Regions from separate parts of the Mus musculus genome. Here regions 1 and 3 are each linked to region 2. The links are chromatin contacts, called in public HiChIP or PLAC-seq maps. All regions are on one chromosome and are shown on one strand. Each heading gives the region's core, a stretch centred on a gene start, on an enhancer-like site or on the middle of the called end of the contact. The rest is flanking DNA. Distances are from core to core; before and after follow the strand shown. Region 1 overlaps Akap13 (A kinase (PRKA) anchor protein 13). Region 2 overlaps Gm46017 (a long non-coding RNA gene). Region 3 overlaps Akap13 (A kinase (PRKA) anchor protein 13).

What was found. HiChIP or PLAC-seq counts read pairs in DNA pulled down with a chosen protein or histone mark.
Region 1: a contact with region 2 is called in an H3K27ac HiChIP or PLAC-seq map of heart atrium, with 5 read pairs. The contact joins two enhancer-like sites. A contact is called at or near these places in 2 of 484 Hi-C or Micro-C datasets (nephron progenitors and uterus), 1 of 115 datasets of contacts at active chromatin or transcription factors (heart atrium) and 1 of 9 other capture datasets (adipose tissue).
Region 3: an H3K27ac HiChIP or PLAC-seq map of heart atrium shows a contact between it and region 2, with 5 read pairs. The contact joins two enhancer-like sites. A contact is called at or near these places in 1 of 484 Hi-C or Micro-C datasets (nephron progenitors) and 2 of 115 datasets of contacts at active chromatin or transcription factors (heart atrium and pancreatic cancer cells).

The regions. Positions count from the first base shown.
Region 1 is chr7:75,640,608-75,645,360 of GRCm38.p6, reverse strand. All of the region lies in intron 8 of Akap13 (A kinase (PRKA) anchor protein 13), which reads right to left. Among named protein-coding and RNA genes, the nearest start is that of AU020206, 140 kb to the left of the region's middle. Within about 2 kb of position 2,775, at least 228 of the 459 cell types and tissues checked have an H3K27ac peak or open chromatin away from gene starts, as enhancers often do. A contact at or near this core is called in heart atrium, where this site is marked.
Region 2 is chr7:75,427,927-75,432,342 of GRCm38.p6, reverse strand. Gm46017 (a long non-coding RNA gene) reads left to right here. Exons shown (of 3, transcript XR_001778347.1): 2 at 346-1,189. Among named protein-coding and RNA genes, the nearest start is that of Gm46017, 7.3 kb to the left of the region's middle. Within about 2 kb of position 1,587, at least 9 of the 459 cell types and tissues checked have an H3K27ac peak or open chromatin away from gene starts, as enhancers often do. A contact at or near this core is called in heart atrium, where this site is marked.
Region 3 is chr7:75,573,117-75,577,621 of GRCm38.p6, reverse strand. The region is part of intron 3 of Akap13 (A kinase (PRKA) anchor protein 13); the gene reads right to left. Among named protein-coding and RNA genes, the nearest start is that of Akap13, 120 kb to the right of the region's middle. Within about 2 kb of position 2,036, at least 221 of the 459 cell types and tissues checked have an H3K27ac peak or open chromatin away from gene starts, as enhancers often do. A contact at or near this core is called in heart atrium, where this site is marked.

The DNA.
Region 1 (4,753 bases), core at 1,526-4,025, 210 kb before region 2:
TCACGTGTCATTAACCACTGAGTCTCTCTCTAGCCCCTATTTGTAAAATAATGGTTTTCACTGTAACATTTTGGTATGCATATCATTATACTTTGCTATTTGCCCCTATAGCTATCATTCCGCCCTTCTGCCACCTAAATAGTACCCTCTTTTGCTTTCTTCTGTCTCCCCCAACCTTCCAAAAACCACACTGAGGGAGGGGGAAAGAGACATTTCTGTGACAACAGAAGAGTGCTCCGCCTTTCCCTGGCCTGTTAAATTAAAAGGGCCGCAACATCACAAGACAAAGATCCTAGAAAGTAGCCTTTCTAAAGTTCTTATATAAGAGGGCAAAATATCAGAAGATAATTGTTATCTCTCAGAGGAAATGACTTTTCAGAGAAATTAAAACCAACATCATCTTTGGAACAAGTTCAAAACACCAAATTACAAAGTAGGCCTGGCAAGTTAAACCACCTGACAGTGATTACTGAGGGGCAGTGACACCACCACACCACAAATCACACCTCCTCCGAGGGCCACACCCAATGTGGATTTCACTGGCTTCTGTGTCTAGGTTTCTGAGCTCATTTGCCAGCTTCTTGTAGGGAGAGACTAAGTATTGTAACCCATACCCGAAAGGCCAAGGGAAGAAGGTAATGTTAGGCTAGCCTAGGATGCTTTACCAAGTTAAGGAGGTGCTTATCTCAAAGGGGCAGGGGATGGTGGCACAAGGGTGAGGTGGCTCAGTTGGTAAAGGTGTTTGCTGCTAAGCCTGAGTTTGATCCCCAGGACCCACAAGGCTGAAGGACAGAACAAACTCCCCAAGCTATCCTCTGACTATACAACAGGTGAGCCATGCCACATATACAACAGCAAAACATTGTAATGTCATAAAAGAAAGTGGGTTATCTCAAGTACTAAACAGAGTTGATACACCAACAATAGACTTCCACTATTTAACCCAGACATTAGATTAGTACTTTATCCAAAATTATTCCTTTTTCACTTAACCTGCTTCACTCTCCAAAATTTAGATGTTCAGGTTCTTTGGCTTCTATGAAGTACTTGGCTGACTTCCAATTTCCCTGCCTTTGCCAGAAAACAGCTAAACTTCCAAAAAGTACTTCATGAGTTGTCCAACATTCCCAGACTCTGGCCTTACCGAATGTAGAAGTCCTTACTAATTTTAGATTCAAGGATGTCTTCTGTGAACAATTAGCCAGTTCAGAGTCTCCGCCCCCTTCCGCTTAGACACCCAACCTTACTAACGATGTGAAATCAAACAAATGTAAATGCAGCTCATCACTGGTCAGAAGCTAAGGCAGGAAAAGAGTCAACTAGAGACAGTACCAACAGAATCCTGACTTCTTGTTTCCCTGGAAAACTAAGACTGAGAGACAGGAGAAGAGCAGATGGATAGGAAAGACCAAAGACCTACACAGACAAAGGGACAAAGAGACGGACAGAAAAGGAAGCTCACAGAGAAAGAGAGGTGGAATTGAGGTGTGGGGATGGGGCAAGCAACAGAAAAACAGAGGCATCTAGCAAAAGGGCAGCTCTGAGAATGAATTCCTCCTTTGTGATTATTTAGATTCTACTTAGAACAAGTAAAATTTTATTTTAGTAATAAGTGCTTTGTTGCAGATTCATTTTCTCTCTCTCTCTCTCTCTCACACACACACACACACACACACACACACACACACACACACACACAGACACAGTCTCTGTTCAGACATGCCTTTAAAGAACTTTAAATCCCCCACCCCCCCACCCCCTTGATCTTCTGTCACTGTTAGCTCAGGCTTTCTCACACTTCATCCTAGTTTAGGAAGGATCAAGACCGGGCAGTAAGGGTACAGAGAGAAGTCTTCCTGAGATGTTGAAACTGTATGAGGTGTGGCCCCTTCTTACCTTCAGCAACACCACATCGACAGTCCTGTCCACCTTGGAGATGTCACACAGGCTATAGCGCCTTTTGTGCCGCTCATACATTTTGTACAGATGCAGAAAAGAAGAGACAAAATGTAGACGGATATCTGCTGAATCCAGGGACCAATGTGCTCACACAGGTCCGAAATTCCAAATTCTCACAGTGGGCGGGAGGAGACTTCTGCTTCCAGATTCCTCTATATAGAAAACTCTCGGGTTAAGGAAAAAAAAAAAAAAAAAAAAAAAGCAGACTCCAAATCTGTGAACTAAGTGGGAACTTTCTGGCAACTTCAGAGCACGGAGACGAGTTTATAATTCATAATAAAAGCAGTCTGCAGTAAGATCGCTGCTGTGCAGATCTTGACTGAAAGAGAAGCACAGATCTTTTCCATCACTGCCGAGAACTCCAGTAGAAAAATTAAGGACGAACTGGCTAAGCATAATGGTTGGCACATGTATGCAGAAAACCCAGAGCCAGTAAGCACTTAGCCACGAAGACAAAGGTTTTTTTTTTTTTTTTTAAAAGGAAGGTGGCTATTTCAAAGTGATGGCACGAGAGAATTCCTTAAAACAACAAAGGCAAGAAACCTATATGGAGGCGGGGGGGGGGGGGGGGAGAAAAAAAATCTGGAGGTATTTTCTAGAGTATCCACTTTTTTAGCCAGTCTCCAGCTCTTCAGCAGCAGGGCTGGATTTTGACTTAAGTTGAAAATATCTAAGGACAGCCAGCCGGCCGAGTACAAGGAAAATAGACCACTCCCCCAGATGTCCTCCCTCCCTCCCTCCCTAGCTGGCTGCCGCTAGCTAGCCAGTCCCTCCCTCCGCAGCCTCCACACCCTTTACCCTGCTCTCTCAAGATCGTCATTACTTGCCCTTTCAGACCTGCACCAGCAGCCTTGGAGGTTTGGAAACCTAATTGCAGTGGTGGGAACATGAATCATCTACAGACTAAGAGAAAAAACAAGGCTTCCTTTTCCAACAGGCTTCCTCCTGCTCCTCCTCCTCCTTACAAGTCCCCAGTGAAAAAGGCTCTGTCAGACACCGCAAGGAACGACCTCAGTCCCTTTGATGCCAGTAGTATGCTAATAAAGAAAGGCGGTGTTATACTAAACACTACTAGTCTGTACTACAGCCTTGGCATTCAGGAAAGACACAGAGACCCTGAATCCAGCCAAGGCGTATACAGCATCTCCCTGCAGAATGCAAAGGAATGATTTAATATCAGAAAAATGTTAGCCAAATATTTCAGAGTTATGTCTCTAGGATGTAGAATTAGCTACAAAAATGTCTGGCAAGGGTTAGAAGTCATCACAAGTTAAGGTTTTGTCTCATCTGGGGTCTGAGAAAGTTCTAAAGAAAGTTAAAGAGATGGCATAGGATGAATGTACGCATGTCTCTTAGGACTCTTGGGACTAAGAAGAGTCACGTGGCTGAGACCGCCTTGCCTGTCACACCTCTCAATCATGGGACTATGTGACTTCATTTGCCTGTTTTCTTGCTTCTCCAGACCTCTCCAGTTGCCAGTCTCCTATGCCTCAGGAGCAGACACAGTCGTTCATTTTTAGACACTGGGGACTGTAATAAACATTGGAGGGGTAAAGAGGAAGAGGAATCAAGGAAGCAAAAAGCAGAAAAGAGAGGTGAAAGAATAGAAAAGGGGGTTAAAACAAAACCCTAAAATAAACCCACAGTGGGCTAGGTACGGACATGCCTTTAATCCCAGCACTATGGAGACAGAGCAGGCAGACCTCTGTGAGTTCGAGGATAGCCTGATCCATGACATGAGTTCCATGACAGACAGGGTTATATAAAGAGACTCTGTGCCAAAAGCAACACCAAACAAGGGAAACAGCATTCTAATGCTTTCCGGGAGAAGCAGTCCTACGTTCTCTCTAAGGGGACAGAGTGCAGCCCCTTACACGGATTTGGAGAATGTGAGTGTACAACCTTAAACACCACAACAGAAAGGAAGTGAAGGGACTAAATACTACAGTTTCTCTCAATAATGCAAGCAAAGTTGGTGAAAGGTGTTTTCTTTTTGAAGCTGTGAAAGGGTAACGAAGGTCTAATGAGTCACCATTTCCTCAGGCCAGGTGTTTAAGGAGGCTAGTCTGCTTAGGAGAAAGCAACGGAGCAAACCCAGGTAAGGTGGCCAGTTCTTCACTTACCCATCTGTCTACCCAAACACCACTGTCTCAGCTCCCTCTAACACAAGCCTCATCCTGATCCCACCACAGGTCCATTAAAAGCATGAAGGTGGACAATGTCCTCTTTCTGGTGCTCTAGAGAGCAAGCCTCGCTCACACCGGCACCGTAGACAGTAAGCACATGATGCTTTTCAGTACAGAGGATGCTAGACACAGTAGACACAAGACAATTGAAGAGATGAAGTTGTAAATAAAATTCTTGCTTAAGCTAACCAAAAAAGCACGGGACTCTGTGCAGGAGCATACAAGAACTTTGATATCATGTGGTTTAAGGGCATAGGTCCAAAGGTCCAGGAGGGGCAGGCTTAAGTGTACAAAAAATCTGGCTGCCTATTATATTTTATGGATCAACTTTCACCAAGCTATAATTTAGAATCCCCTCTTCCCAATGAACACAAAGCTGTCTCCCCTCTGTTCTCAAATGGTTTGCTCCTCACTGCCTCTCCCTTCTGTTCTAATTAGAATCAAATGTTTCCTGCTTGCAAGTTCCCAAGCATCTCTCTAGAGAACCAGAGATGCTCTGGTCACTGTAAAGTCTTTCTGTACCAACTCGATCAAACTAAAGATGATCCATATCCATTCAATAGACATTCTATGCCCTGCAGAAGAGGCAAACAAAGAAATAAAACCCA
Region 2 (4,416 bases), core at 338-2,837:
TGGAAACCAGCTTCTTTGGCTTTCCAGTGTGGACTGAAAACACCTGCTCTTCAGGAATCCTCCAAGACTGCAGCTCCAGTCTGCAACAGCTGAAGCATCCTGACTCAAGTTCTGAGCAGCCACTGGGTTGTCAGACAGGGCAGCGTGTAGACAGCCATTGTCCAGCCTAGACCACCTATGTTATGTGAACTAATCTAATAAGTCCCCTTCATAATATATATTCGTTCTATTGGTTGTGATCCCCTAAGAGCCCAGACTAATGTAACCATATTCATAACTTCCTTTTCAAACCCATTCCTTTCCCTATCATCCAACCTTCACTAAAAGTCATATCTTGTCTGGCAGGCTTCCGGTTTCTTCTGACACTGATTCCAACCATCCAGACTGATGCTGATGGATATCACATTCTGCCAACTCCACAGCTTCACCTGTCCAGAATATGCTCTTGAGCTCCCTCTGCCCTCCCTGCTGATATATTTACCTCTACCCAGCATATCCTCCAACAATATCAGTGTTCAACTAAATCTACACGTAACAGACCAGTGCAAGACTACTTCCAGCATGAAGTCTGCCTCTGATTGACTGGGAGGATTCTCACGGGTCACCAACTTGTAGGAGAGTCTATTGGGTCTCATTTTTTTCGGGGACTTTCTTCACAGTTAAATATAGCTTGAAACCAAGACCTCTGGGGCTTAGGAAACCCTGGAAGCAGATACCGGCTGGAAAAGCTGTCCTTTACCTCTTCCGCCTCCATGTCCTCTCTTCCTATACCCATTTCCTTTCACACAAAGCAAATGCTTTGCCAGTGCCAAACCCGACTCACTGGAGAAACTCAGACAGAAATAAGACATTAGGATAATGTTTTTAAAACTTGAACACCTGCATCCCAGTCTGTGAAAAAGCCCTGAAGTTTGTGAAAGGATGATTTTAATTTTGTTTTCTTCTCTCCACCCCTTTAGCTTTCAACCTGGATCTGATGGCTCCCTGTCACATTAGCTTGACGAGGTCCTCTGTTAATGCACTTAAATCTTGACCTAGAGACCCCAGTGGGTGTATAATTCCCTGCTGAGCTGCGGCTGGAGCACCACGTGGGGGAAGACTTGGCCTCAGCACACGTGGGGAATAAAGCTTGTGACAGCAAACACTCTAGCCCGGGTGATTTCAGCTGGTCTCTTGCAGTGGATAGCAGGTCTGTTTGGAAAGCTGCTTTGTTTCTCTGTTTTTCTCTTAAAGGTCTCTTTCCTCTTCTTTTCGTTTTAAGTGCAACACTACCTCCTGACGTTCTATTTTGACTATTCAGCAATAGAGACAACACACACAGACACACACGTACATACACACACATACACATATACCCATACACATATATACATACATACACACTTGCATACATGCATATACATATACACACATACATGCACATACACACATATACACATTGTGGGGAGGATTTTAAAAGTGATCCCATGTCTATTGAACCTCAGCAGAGTTGCCAAGTCACAAAAGAGACTTCAGAATAACTCTTACGTAGGGACCTTGGCCCCATGTGTGCTGACAGTTACACATTCCAGCTTGTCATCTGTCTCCAGCTTGCTTTCCTGAATGTCTCCATAGAGTTATGCCGCTTATCACCTGCTTAGTATGTGACACTTCATCTGCCAAGACAATGTCATATTAGAAAAAGCCTTCCCATGCATGGGGGCAATCAAAGATTGCAACACATAAAAATCAGGCCTTTTGTGTGAGGGCACAGCCCTTCTTTCTAATCTGTTCTCTAAATCTTGCCTGTTAGCCCACTGACCATAAGCAATGCATCTAATAATGTAATAATGGGTTCTGACTGGTAAAGCATACTATCCTATTTGGGTCTTTCTCTCTTCTTTCTTTCTTTCTTTCTTTCTCTCTCTCTCTTTCTTTTTTTCTTTCTTCTTTCCCTCTTTCCTTCCTTCCCTCCTTCCTTCCTTTCTTTCTCTCTCTCTCTTTTTCTTTCTTTCTTCTTTCCCTCTTTCCTTCCTTCCCTCCTTCCTTCTTTCTTTCTTTTTTCTTTCTCTCTCTCTTTCTTCCTTTTTTCCTTCCTTTCTTTCTTTGACTTCTCATGTAGCCCAGGCCAGTCTCTAACTTGCTATGTAGCCAGGGAACTTGGCAGTCTCCTACTTTCACACAGACACACACTGGGTGCTGAGATTAAAATGTGCTCCAACACATCCACTTATCTTTGTTTTCTTTGCTTATTTTACTTTGTTTTGAGGCAGTATCTCAAAGGCTAGCCTGGAATTCACTCTGTAGTCCAGGCTTGCCTTGAAGTTATAGAGATCCTTCTGTCTCAGCCTCCCAAGTGCTGGGATTATCTCAGTGAGCCACTAGCCCAGCTTCAAACTGTCTTCGAAACTCAAAAGTCCTGTCAGTAAGTTTGATCAGAAAGTGAGCATGGGAGCCAGTGAGATGGCTCATCGAGTAATGATGCACACCAAGCCTGGTGATTTGAATTCTATCCCTAGGAACTACCCAGAGGAACCAACTCCTGAAAGCTGTCTTCAACTTCCACATGCTCCCTAACTCCCTATAGTTAGCACCAACCCCAAATCCTTCCCCCAAAAATACATTAAATACCAAAAATAAGAGCTCATGTTCTCAAATATTATATAGGGCTACCAAAAATGAGCTCACTAACTATTAAAGGCACTTCTGTAGACTTCTTGCAAACACACACACACACACACACACACACACACATTTAATTAAATGAGTTAAGTTCATTTGACAGTGAGAAACTAGCACCTTTAGTTATGGCCAGAAATGGAATGCAAGTCGCAAAATGCTTTAATAGCAGAACTTTGTGGTCCTAAACTGCTTCTGCTGATACACTTCAGGGCTGGGCTATAGCCTTCTGTTCATCCAGACCTGAAAAGTCGCTCAGAGCCTGTTTGTAAAGGTGAGGGCCTTTGTCTTTTTCTCTTTGGTAAAAATCTCAAATGTCATTCGTGTCCTGCGAGATGCGAATGTGATTGTCAACATCAACAGTCTTTCCCGTGTCTAAGAAGTCTCTCCCGCCTGTAGCAAAATCCCATCTAGCAAGAGGGTGTTTTGTTTTGCGTTTTATCCTTTTTTCTTTTTAAACACTCTAGTCCTCAAAGGTGTATTTTCTCTGTCCATGGAGGAGGAAGCTGCCATTTGAATTCACAAAACCAAGTCAAACCCATGCACATACCCAACCCACATAGTCTAAAAATAGTATAAGTATGCGTCATGCTCAAGTTAAGCATCTGAAATAATTTTTTAGCGGGGTGGGGGGGATGTAGCTCAGTGTCAGAATGCTTGTCTAACATGTCTCACATGTCCAAGGCCCTGAGTTTGATCCCAGCACCCAATGAACAACAACAACAAAATCAATCCTGTTTTCTTTCTACATAAGTTGTATCTACAAACCCCTCTTTCTTCTCCAGGCGACATCTGGGTAAAGAGAACATCCCCAGTCTCTGCCTCTTGGACAAAAGAAGTAGAAATGATTGAGACCCATGGGAGACTGGCTACACCTGGGAGAGGAGCACACAATAATAGTGACTTGCCCAAGTTCCCTCGTTCCATTCAAGTTCAGACAAACAAGCTGAAATGATAGGGAGAACAGTAACCAAGGACACATTTTTTTAAATTAATTTTTTGTAGTGTTAGAGATAAAATTCAGGGATTCATCAAATGCCAATCAAACACTATGCTGATGAACTCAGCCTTGGTAGGAGTTTGGGGGAAGTTTGAGACTATATTCGGTAGCTGTAACTGTCATGGAGTGTACTATGTAGATCACGATGGTCTTGAACTCACAGAGATCTACCTCTGCCTCCTAAGTACTGGGATTAAAAGTGTATACCATACATGCCTGGATCTTGAGGGAAAAAAAAAAAGGAAAATTTTATCACTTGATTTAAGTCTCTAAGAACTCATGTAGTTAGTATAGCATGTACTAATAAATGTCGTTTGGCCAGTTTATATTACAAGTAGTATTTAATAATATGAAAAAAAATGTAGGTTCTAAGGATGTTGCTTGGTTTGTAGGATGCCTACCTAGCATACAGGAAGCCCTGGTTTTTCAGTTCCCAGTTCTGTATAAAACAGAGCATGATGGTGTACACCTATTCTCCCAGCAATTAGGAGGTAGAGGCAGGGGAATCAGAAGTTTGGCATTGGTGGCTGGAGAGATGGTTCAGTGGTTAAGAGCACTGACTGCTCTTCCAGAGGTCCTGAGTTCAAATCCCAGCAACCACATGGTGGCTCACAGCCATCTGTAATGGGATTCAATGCCCTCTTCTGGTGTGTATGAAGACAGTGACTATGTATTCACATACATAAAATAAATAAGTAATCTTTTAAAAAAGAAAAACATTAAAAAAAATAAGAAGTTTTGCATTATTGTGGGCCAGA
Region 3 (4,505 bases), core at 787-3,286, 140 kb before region 2:
CTGAATTACATCAAAGATGTCAGGATGTTGGAAGTGCCAGAGCCACGGGATGCCTGCCAGGAAAAGTTGCATACAGGAAGTAGAACCACCCTGAGAGAAGTGTGTTACAGACAATAAAGCTGGAAGGGTGGATGCCACCCTTGACATCAGAGACTAAACTACAAGGATTTAAGAGTTTGCCCTTTTGCGTTTCAGTCTTGCTTTGGTCCACTTTTTCCTCACTGTGCCACCGTGCTCAGCTTTTGGGATGATGGTCGTGGTGGTCATGGTGGTAGTGTGTATGTACCCACACTGCGTCTGCCTTGAGTTTCAGAAGAGACTTTAGATTTTGAAATGATAGTGACACTGTGAAAAATTCTGTGGACTTATAGTGCATTTTGCTTTATGATATAGTTAGAAGCATATTAAGGCCAGAAAGTGAAATGTGGTGGTTTGAATGAGAAAGGTCCACATAAGCTCATATGATTGAATAAGTGGTCTTCAGTTGGTGGAACTGTTTGAGAAAGATTTAGAAAATGTGGCCTTATTGGAGGATGCGTGTCACTGGGGTGGCTTTGAGGTTTCAAAAACCCATGGCATTGCCAGTCAGCTCTCTCTGCCTCCTCCTTGTGGATCAAAATGTGAGTTCTCTGCTACTACTTCAGCACCATGCTTACCTGCCTGCTCCCATGCCTCCCTTCATGATAATCACAGACTCAGACTCAGCCTCTGAAACGGTAAGCCCCAAATAAAATCTTTCTTCTCTAAGTTTGTCTTGGTCATGGTACTCTTACAGAACTGAAAAGTAACTAAGATACCTCCATATGCACATAAGTGGTACACATATATATATGCAGGCAAAACAAGCAAATATATAAAATAAAAGACAACTCTAAAAAAAGTACTAAGTACCTACCGTGTGGCCAAAACACTCAAGATTGGCAGAGTATCACTATCAAGCTCAAGATTAGTTTTTAGTCCCTGTGTCTTTTCAAATAAAATGAAAAATAAAGGGGTTACCATTGTTTAAAACTAAGGGTTGTGTAATATACATCTAGGAATAAAACTGGTCTCAGTGTAGAAGCACAGGTAAGACTCACTGTAAGCTTGCTCTAGACAGATTACGGCTGGAGGAGGAGGAATATTAATCTTATGTCTGCCTTAGTCTAAAGCTACAGTACAAAGACAGGATGGGAAATTATAGCAAATTTAATACAATAAAAACAGAAGTTGTAGTAGGGAAGTGCAATAGCAACAATTTTCAACTAGTTTCCATGGTGTTTTTGTTTCCACTCAATTTCCTGGTAACAAGAGGAACATAAGCAGAGCTATTTCTTTTTTAAAGGAAAAGTACTGAAATTTTACTCAATTTCTAAAAGAAGCTATCCTATAGGATTCAGAAAGAAACAAAATTCCCAGAAACTGTTGAGGGGAGAAAGTCCTAAGTTTAAGTGCATTTTAGGACCCTGCAGTGTCAATTTTGTTTACAATGAAAACAGAACATAAGTATGAGGTCTGAAGGATCTGTTACCCACCAAGTAATCTACAGGGAATAATGAAGGAAACAGTAGATTTGTGTGCCAAGTTCTCTTGCAGAAAGGTGTGGTCATCCTAACACACACCCAGCCTTGAAGCCTTTCTCTGACCATAAAATGATACCATCAACCTTACAGAAGTATTGAAAATATCAGCAGGCACCACACAAAGCACATGGCAAACAGGCACCAGGAACTGGTAGTTATACTCAAAACACTACTGTTGTTTAAGTATCACACAGAAAAATAGATCACTAAATCTTGACAAAGTGTTTCACAAGCCAGCAAGCCTGTAGGACAACTAACAACTTTATTAGCACTGCAGAACTGAAAAAATAAAAATAAAAATAAAAACAACAGGAGAAAAGACTTAAACAAAAAGCACCCAGAAGCACCCAGGTAAGAAGCAAGTTATCTAAGGTTAACAGTCTTCTTAAACTCAGTAAATCCTAGGCCCTGTGGGTCAAAAGTACGTGTGCCTGAGGTTGGGAGAGCCTCCCTGCAGGCTTCTTTCCCTGCAAGCATTTTATCACTGTCTAAAGCATCTGCACCCATGGAAACGCAAAACTGCTACAAATAAACAAAAGTACTGAACTATGACCCAAAAATTACTTCATTTCCTGTTAAGCTAAAAGTGGAACACATCCCACCCTGGGCCATCTCTTCTTCGGAGACTAAAACAATCCGGCCTTTGTTTTTATCATCGATCTAAAAAAGTACCCTAAAAGCGCTTACTGGACCAGCCCAGGCCAATCCCACACAGAAAGAGGAGACTCTATTAGTCAGCAATGGGATATAAACTAGATTTACTACTCAGTTTATCATAGACGTGTTTAAGAACCTGATGTGGTTTTCTTCCTCTGGAACAGTAAAAGTGAAATGCTCAGTTTGCAGACTGCTCTCCACCCCCTCCAGAGAGGATCAAATAAACAGACAAGACCACACTGCTAGATCCTGCAGACTAAGGGCGGGCAAACGAATTTGATGCATTTATAGAATGTCTCTACATGCAGGGGAATAACAGTGAGGGACAAAACACAAAAACAAAGAAAAATACAACAGCAAACTTAGAACCCCATCATGTGTACTGTGAAAAAGGGCAGGCTATTGAACTCTACAGCGTGATTTCTGTATTCTAGCCTAAACCTTGAAAGCAGTGCTTTCCAACCCTTTTTCCTATTTTCATTACTCCTAGAAACCATTTTTAGCTTTTCCCTATTCAACCTCTACCTAGTAGAATCTTGAGTCTCATTGATATGCCTTAGGTTTGTTTACGTGTGTGTATACTTTGTATGCGAAGAATAAGAACCCCCCCCCCCGCCCCACACACACCAAGATCCAATTTACACTGATTTATTATCTATCAGTCACGCTGTAACACCCTAGGATTACGGTGCAGTGCTCACGGGTACAAGATGTAGAAATGATATCTAACACAGCATCATCACTGCTAGCCACACAGGTGGGCACTTTTTCCTCTCTTCAACTACTTCCTGGTTTGCTTTTCCAGGGCAGCCCTTATATGAACTGCATTATTTGATTTTTTTTCCCAAATTTTTATTTTTTAAAATTTTTCCATTATTTGATTTTTTTAAAACAAACTCAATAGACAAACTCAAAGCTGTCAAGATATTATCTTATTGGCCTAGTCGGCCATCACTGGAAAGAGAGGAACGCCAGGGCCAAAAAGGGGGAGTGGGCGGGTAGGGGAGTGGGGGTGGGTGGGTATGGGGGACTTTTGGTATAGCATTGGAAATGTAAATGAGCTAAATACCTAATAAAAAATGGAAAGAAAAAAAAAGATATTATCTTATACTTGGATTACATAGACTATTATAAAGTGTTCAGTTTGAAATAGTAACTGATAACTTAAGGGAAATTATAAGAATTCTTGACTGTGCAAATTAAAAGCTCGTAGCTTTTTATTTCAAAATACTTCTTGATTTGATAACCAACCCTTGCTCCTAAAGAGTGTCTTGGCTCACAAGAAATAAAAATTACATGGTGCTATAAACATAGGACTACTTTGTAAGATTTAAGCTCTAAGTTTTCATTAGCTAAAAGGTACCTGTAAATATAATAGATTTTTTTTTTTCTTTTCACTTCACAATGAAACTACCTTACATGGCCAGCTATCCTTACATGGCCAGCTATCCTGGATAAATACGAAACAAGAGAAAAGTGTGTAAGTGTTGAGTCTAATTGGACATCAGTGAAAATTTGTAATTTTACTACCAAACAGAAGCCTTTGTTTTGATTCTAGAAATATATTAATAGATAAACTAAAATGATTTGATTTTAGAAATAGCCTATACCAAAGCCTTTCACAACACAGTGTACTGAACATACTAATCCCTATTCCATTTGTAAATGATAAAATCATAATTTGCGTTGTCTAAACTGCCTAGTAAAAGTGAACCCCCAAACTTTGTTACACATCCTAAGATACCTTTAAGATAGATGGCTCAATAAAACTGAAATGATATTCTTCAAGCAGCCATTTGAAAGTCTCTAAATTTTGTTCACTTTCTATTACTGGAGGAGGAGAAAGCAGGGATGCTGAGGAAGGTCAGAAGGCTGCGTATGGAAGCCAAGTCTCTCTTCCCATCCTGGATTCCAGAGAGCAAACTCAGGTAGTCAGACTTGTATAACAAGCATTTTTACCTTCTGACTCCCTCTAGCCTCAAAGTTATTTTGAATGGAGCATTTTATTATGAATTGCGGCCAGTCTCTAATGTTAATTACTGTAAAGATGAGTTTAATTTTAAGAATAAGAAATTGTTTCAAAGTCTTTGAAATATTTTCATTAAATGTCACTATATACCATACATAGTATGCGCTTTATAAGGCATTCAAATATCCAAAAACATAAAAAGTAGACGAGTCTCTATGCTATTTATCTCAAGATGAACTATATTATATCTCCAGACTTCAATAGAAGAAAGGAAAGCAATAAAAACTGCTTTAAAAGCCTTTATAACTTCTTTATAG